Regions from separate parts of the Sus scrofa genome. Here region 2 is linked to region 1. A link is a contact called in public HiChIP or PLAC-seq data. All regions are on one chromosome and are shown on one strand. Each heading gives the region's core, a stretch centred on a gene start, on an enhancer-like site or on the middle of the called end of the contact. The rest is flanking DNA. Distances are from core to core; before and after follow the strand shown. Region 1 overlaps IFNGR2 (interferon gamma receptor 2 (interferon gamma transducer 1)). Region 2 has its middle 34 kb from the start of IFNAR1.

Evidence for each region. HiChIP or PLAC-seq counts read pairs in DNA pulled down with a chosen protein or histone mark.
Region 2: an H3K27ac HiChIP or PLAC-seq map of alveolar macrophages shows a contact between it and region 1. The contact joins two enhancer-like sites. A contact is called at or near these places in 1 of 5 promoter capture datasets (liver), 29 of 47 Hi-C or Micro-C datasets (adipose tissue, alveolar macrophages, blood and 15 more) and 2 of 2 datasets of contacts at active chromatin or transcription factors (alveolar macrophages and skeletal muscle).

The regions. Positions count from the first base shown.
Region 1 is chr13:197,032,366-197,035,543 of Sscrofa11.1, reverse strand. It overlaps IFNGR2 (interferon gamma receptor 2 (interferon gamma transducer 1)), which reads right to left. Exons shown (of 7, transcript NM_001111258.1): 7 at 1-757. The coding sequence ends at 539. Among named protein-coding and RNA genes, the nearest start is that of IFNGR2, 27 kb to the right of the region's middle. Within about 2 kb of position 1,358, at least 11 of the 83 cell types and tissues checked have an H3K27ac peak or open chromatin away from gene starts, as enhancers often do. A contact at or near this core is called in alveolar macrophages, where this site is marked.
Region 2 is chr13:196,957,893-196,961,341 of Sscrofa11.1, reverse strand. No RefSeq gene overlaps it. Among named protein-coding and RNA genes, the nearest start is that of IFNAR1, 34 kb to the right of the region's middle. Within about 2 kb of position 1,976, at least 4 of the 83 cell types and tissues checked have an H3K27ac peak or open chromatin away from gene starts, as enhancers often do. A contact at or near this core is called in alveolar macrophages, where this site is marked.

The DNA.
Region 1 (3,178 bases), core at 109-2,608:
TAGAAAATTATTTACAGTTTTAATCACATTTAAAGCCAGGAATCTGCACGTGAAAGGGACAGCCTTGTTGGCACAGGCTGGGACAGGTTCTGTTACCTGCCCGAAGTGCTCAAGTTTCTTGCTAGAGGGGACCCCCGTCTCCTGACTGCACGGCCCAACCAGCAATGTACAAAATATCAGAGGGGATGCCACTTGGCTAACAAATAATTAAGTGCTTTTTTAGTGTTTAAGAGAAACCTTATTTTTTTGGTATGTAGAATCATGCTAAACACATGTATGATTTAGGAAATTTTTGGTTAAAAAATAAAAGTTTGTCTCTCCCACAAGACCCATGACCTCTGCCCAGGTACTCATGGGTCTTTGGGGTCTTTTTGGCCACATCCATGGCATGTGGAAGTTCCCAGGCCAGGGATTGAACCCATGCCATGGCAGGGACCAGAACCTCAGCAGTGACACCAAGGGATCCTTAACCCACTGAGCCACCAGGGAACTCCACCCATAGGTCTTTTTGTGACAGGGACATTGAGCAGTGGCTCCATCAAACCGGGACAGATACATCAGCAGCTGTATTGGCTGAGGGTGCTCCATCCATAGGCTTGTGGCTCGAGACAGTGCTTTGGGTCAAAGTGCTTTGGAGAGTGTCTTCTCGATGATTCTCTGGAAATGAAACGATGGACACAGAGTCCCAGGCATCATCTCTTGACGAGCTGTCCTTGTCCAAGGCGTCTAAGATGGGCTGAGCCGGGTCCTTTAAATACTTGAAAAGGTTGAAAATCATTATTACAATCAGGTTCTCAGTTCAAGATACCAGATCTTTTTACTTTAATGTTTCGTTGACCCAATCCTATTATTATTTTTTTTCGCCCAAGGATAACTTCCAATTCTGTCCACCCACAAAACACCTTCACCCCTCATCTCAATCACCTGACCGTGAATCCAAGGGCCACCCAGGGAATACTCTGAGGTGCCAAAGGGCACCGCTCAGGAAAAGCGAGTTCTGGCTTGTGGGTGATTAATCCCTGAAAAGTCTCTACTTTTTCAGGGAAGGAGGAAGCGGAACCCCTGGTTCACCTCCAATGGGGAAAACAGGGAACCTTCAGGAGCGTTTTCCCAGCCACTCCATCCAGAGGCTGTTGCTACTTCACACAACACCCCAGGGACAGAGGATCTGGGCGGGTGCACAGCCGTGGCAGCACAGCCCTGGTCGAGTCAGGGAGCGTTGGTCCTCGGGGATGAAGCAGTGGTCCCCAGGGCCTAACTGTCCCCTGTCCTTCCTGCCTCCGCTGTGGGCTCAGCCATTGATGAGCAAGTTACCAAACCTACCTGGGCTGGCAAATGCTGAAAGATACTAAAATAGTCAGTTTAGAGCTGGCGGATGGAAAGAGGAACAATCCATCACGCGCTCTTGTGAAACCTCAGACATTTAAGTGAAACATGATTCACTGTTCTCACGCAACTTCAGTGACTTTTGATACAGATTTTTCACGCTTTCCCCGGAAAATGAACCGAAAGATTGTATGTTTTAGATGCAAGCCCCAAAGGAACGACTAGGAGTAAATTCACTGATGAGAGTCCAGACGTTAGTTTTACTGGGAGAGAGAGATTATGCCTGCGAGTAAAATTCTAAGTTGAGAGCTGTTACACCGGCACAACAGTAACCAGGGAAGGTGGTTTTTTTGGCGGTAAGAATACATCAGGGGACGTCCATCTTCAACACATTTTGAAGTGCACAGCACAGGACTCTCTATAGGCACGATGTTTACTACAGATTTCTAGAACCTACCTTGCATAACTGAAACTTTGTATCATTTGAAAGCAACTCTCCCCTTGCTCTTCCCCTGGCCCCTGGTAACCGCTATTCTGCTCTGTTTCTATGAGTTTGACTATTTTATTTTTATGTATATATGTCTGTCTGTCTGTCTGTCTGTCTTTTTAGGGCTGCTCCTGTGGGATATGGGGGTTCCCAGGCTAGGGGTCTAATTGGAACTGTAGCTGCCACAGCAACACCAGATCCGAGCTGTGTCTGCGATCTACACCACAGCTCACGGCAATGCCGGATTCTTAATCCACTGATCGAGGCCAGGGATCGAACCTGAAACCTCATGGTTTCTAGTTGGATTCGTTTCTGCTGTGCCATGACAGGAAGTCTGTGTTTGACTATTTCAGATGCTTCAAAGAAGTGGGATCCTGCAGCATTTGGATGGAAGGTTCAGTAGGGAATTTAATGTAATTTGCACAATGTCTGTGTACTTTAAAAACATCTCATGACAAATGAAGGGAAACAAGAGATTATAGAGCTCCTTCTAGAAGCACCAGTCTGTCTTTCTAGACTAGCTATAACAACATAAGATTCTGTTTCTGCTTTTTTTTTTTTTTTTTGGTTTTTAGGGCCAAACCCACGACATATGGAGGTTCCCAGGCTTGGGGTCAAATCAGAGCTACAGCTACACCACAGCCACAGCAGGATCCAAGCCACATCTTCGATCTACACAGCTCACGGCAACACCGGATCCTTAACCCACTGATTGAGGCCAAGGATCCAACCTGCAACCTCATGATTCCTAGTCAGATTTGTTTCCGCTTCGCCACGATGGGAACTCCTTTTTTAAAAATAGCCACTCCTGTGGTATATGGAAGTTCTGGGCTAGGGGTCAAATCGAGCTACGCCACAGCCATGCCAGATCCGAGCTGCATCTTTGACCCTCGTGGCACCTTGCAGCAACACGGATCCCCACCCCACTGAGCCAGGCCAGGAATTGAACCTGCATCCTCATGGACGTTATGTTGGGTTCCCAACCTGCTGAGCCACAAGGGGGACTCCTGTTTCCAATATTTTACTTTGATTTTACCGAAGGATGATAAACTTCCAGAAGCAAATACTTCTAAAAAACATTCTTCTATCAGCTAGCTTCTCATCCCAAGAATGTCCCAGCTGCGTTCTTAGAGAGCCTGGCTGCTCACAGAGCCTCAGGGGGGCTGGGCTGGGCAGGAAAACAGGATTTTCTATAAGACTCACCCACTCCACTTTCTTAAATCCTTTAAAGTACTAGTGATGTCCCCGAGCACTCGGTGTAAAGGCTTTGAGCTCACAGCTCTGGGTGTGTTTACTCTAGAAGCCTCGCATGCACGTCTGACCCAAAGCTCAAGCTCTTGCCCGGTGATCTCCACTGCCTTGGGT
Region 2 (3,449 bases), core at 727-3,226, 75 kb after region 1:
CCCAAACTATCTCCTCCAGAGACCATAAGTTTTTCAATGTCTGTGAGTCAGATTCTGTTCTGCAAAGAAGTTCCGTCTGTCCTTTTTTCAGATTCCACATGTCAGTGAAAGCATTTGATGTTGGTGTCTCTTTGTATGGCTGAGTTCACTTAGCATGATAGTTTCTAGGTCCATCCATGTTGCTAAGAATGCTGGTATTTTCTTCTTTTTAATGGCTGAGTAATATTCCATTGTGTATATGTACTACATCTTCTGGATCCAATCCTCTGTCGATGGACATTTAGGATGTTTCCATGTCTTGGCTATGGTAAATAGCGCTGCAATGAACATTGGAGTACATGTGTCTTTGTGAGTCGTGGTTTTCTCTGGGTAGATGCCCAGGAGTAGGTATTTTTTATTTTTTTTGCATGTGTCTTTTTTAAGGAAAGTTTTGCAAGGACCTGATTCTTGTTCCACCTCTATTAGATAGCTATTCCATGTTCCTCTTATTACACGTGCAGTCAGAAAGTTCAATAAACACTGCAAAAATTCTTAACGTAACTCTGAACAGATTTCAGTGAGATGCAATCTTATAAAAATTTGCCCGAAATTGAGCCCCCTGAGTAAAACCTATGGAGGTGCCCTGTTCCGTGGTTTGTTGAGAAGCAATTTTTTCCTTTTTTTGTGGCTGCCTTGTGGCATATGGAGTTCCTGGGGCCAGGAACCAGATCCCAGCTGCAGCTGTGACCTACATCGCAGCTGTGGCAACACTGGATCTTTAATCCATTCAGCCAGGTCAGGGATCAAACCTGCCCCCAGCACTCCAGAGATGCTGATCCTGAAGTGCCACAGTGGGAACTCTGAGAAGCAATTTTATTTATTTATTTATTTATCTATCTTTTTGCCTTTTCTAGGGCTGCTTCCACAGCATATGGAGATTCCCAGGCTAGGTGTCTAATTGGAGCCGTAGCCACCGGCCTACGCCGGAGCCACAGCAATGCAGGATCCGAGCCGAGTCTGCAACCTACACCACAGCTCATGGCAACGTTGGATCCTTAACCCACTGAGCAAGGCCAGGGATCGAACCCTACAACCTCATGGTTCCTAGTCGGATTCATTAACCACTGTGCCACGACGGGAACTCCTGAGAAGCAATTTTAAATGAGAATTTTAGAGTATACTTAATAAACTTATTTACCTATCATTTGGGGAAAAGTTATTTTTGTTTTGTCATTTTCTTCAACAACTTAACCATTTTTCCATTATGGCTCCTGAGTTAACTAGTTGAATTAAGATGAAAGGGAAGAATTTGAGTCTTTTTACAAGACTTCCCCACACGGGTCAACTGAAGAGAATACATTGCACCATGCTCTGTAGAAAGAGGAGATCTCATAGACTATATTAAGGCTGTTTATTGGAGTTCCTGTCGTGGCACAGCGGAAATGGATCCGACTAGGAACCATGAGGTTGTGGGTTTGATCCTTGGCCTTGCTCAGTGGGTTAAGGATCTGGCATTGCCGTGAGCTGTGGTGTAGGTTGCAGACGAGGCTCAGATCCGATGTGGCTGTGGCTGTGGCTGTGGCCAGCAGCTATAGCTCTGATTGGACTCCTCCCCTAGCCTGGGAACCTCCCCATGCCGTGGGTGTGGCCCTAAAAAGCAAAGCAAAGCAAAGCAAAAACCAAAACCAAAAAAAGACTATGTATAGGGTTCAGTAGTCAAAGAAGGAAGGAGTGATGCCAAACGCTGTCCCCACACTGAACTCTCATCATAACCTCAAAGTGGTACCCAGCAGGGTCTGGCCTCTCCTTGGGGTCGTGGGGGCAGGAGATGCTGTAGTGTTAGTCCTCTGTCTTGGGTCATAGCTCTGACTGCTCTGTACCACCCACCTTCTTGTTCAAAAGACAAGAGCCAAAAGATGAGTCAGAGACAACTCAGCCGGGAGGACGTGCAGTACAGGGTTGATACCCTGGGGCCAGAGCTGTCTCCTTTCAGGTCCAGCTCAGCTCTGAAGCGGGGCTTGTTTCTTCCCATCCTCTCCAAGGCTGTCTCTGTGGACTGAGGGCTTCCTTCTCAATGACTCATCTACAACATTGTACTCACTACAAGGCAAAAGGAAGCTAAGTATTGACTCAACTGTTTTCTCGTTCTTGGTAAAACCAACAAACAAACCATTTCTGGGTCAGGTCATGGTGACCAGAACAAGATTCTGAATTCTTCTTTCCTTTCCTCGTTGTTCAGGTTGAGATGGTCACAAAGACAAGAACTTCAAGAAACTCCCCGTGCGAGTTCTCATTGCGGCGCAGCGGAAAGGAATCTAACTAGTATCCATGAGGATGTGGGTTCGATCCCTGCCCTTGCTCAGTGGGTTAAGGATCCGGCGTTGCTGTGAGCTGTGGTGTAGGTCGCAGGCGCGGCTCGGATCCTGCATGGCTGTGGCTCTGGCGTAGGCTGGCCGCTACAGCTCCGATTGGACCCCTAGCTTGGGAACTTCCATGTGCTGCAGGTGCAGCCCTACAAAGCCAAAGATAAAATAAAGTAAAAATAAAAAAGAAGAATAAGAAGCAGAAGAAGCTCCCTGCATAACCACGCTTTGAATACCTATCTTCTGAGGGTAAAAATACGCTGAGCTTAGTGTGCAACCCTTTGGAAAGAATTGGGGCAGAGCATTTAAGAAAAAGTTCCAAGCCAGTGTTTTTCAGGTTGCAGATTTATGTGTGGGGTATACTAACCCTCTTCTAGAAATTTCAGAATTTGCTTTCACTTCAGTGGTCATCTTTAAAAAATGAATACAACCATATTGTGTCAAATACAGCTTCTGCATGGCTATATTGATGCCGTCAAGGGCCACCATACAGTCTTTTGACCCTTGGATAGCGGTGGGGACTGAGGCACTGCCAGGCATGCAAGAAACAGCATTCATCTCAGTCGAAATGAATTCTTACCCCTCCAGGTAGAAGTGACCAGAAGCTTGGAGCGTGGGTGGGTGAAGGATGTTAACTGCATAGGACGTAGCATCCATGTGGGCTGCTTGGATGATCAGCCTTGGGGCCAGGGAATCCAGGATGTTGGGCCCTGGTGGAGTTTCTTTCATGGCTACCCTAGTCCTGGGCTCACTGTGCAAACACCACGGGGGCTGAGGATGGAGGCTGATGCCCTCCGTTGGAAGGGTGGGCTCGTTCACCTGGTGGACCAGTGCCTCCCCCATGGTGGAAGTGCTCTGGAGAGCGCTGATAATAGACACTGAGACCCGCCCTTTCCCCGGACCTCTTTGTCCCTGATTTTCCAATTTCTTTCACTCCAGGCCACCTGGGGAATTCAGGGGTACAAGGGAAGGCATGTAACATTTATTTATTGTCTTTCTTTTTTTTAGGGCCACACCCGTGGCACATGGAGGTTCCCAGCCAGGGGTCTAATGTGGCTGCCGGCCTCCACCACAGCCACAGCAACACGGGATCCGAGCCAAGTCTGC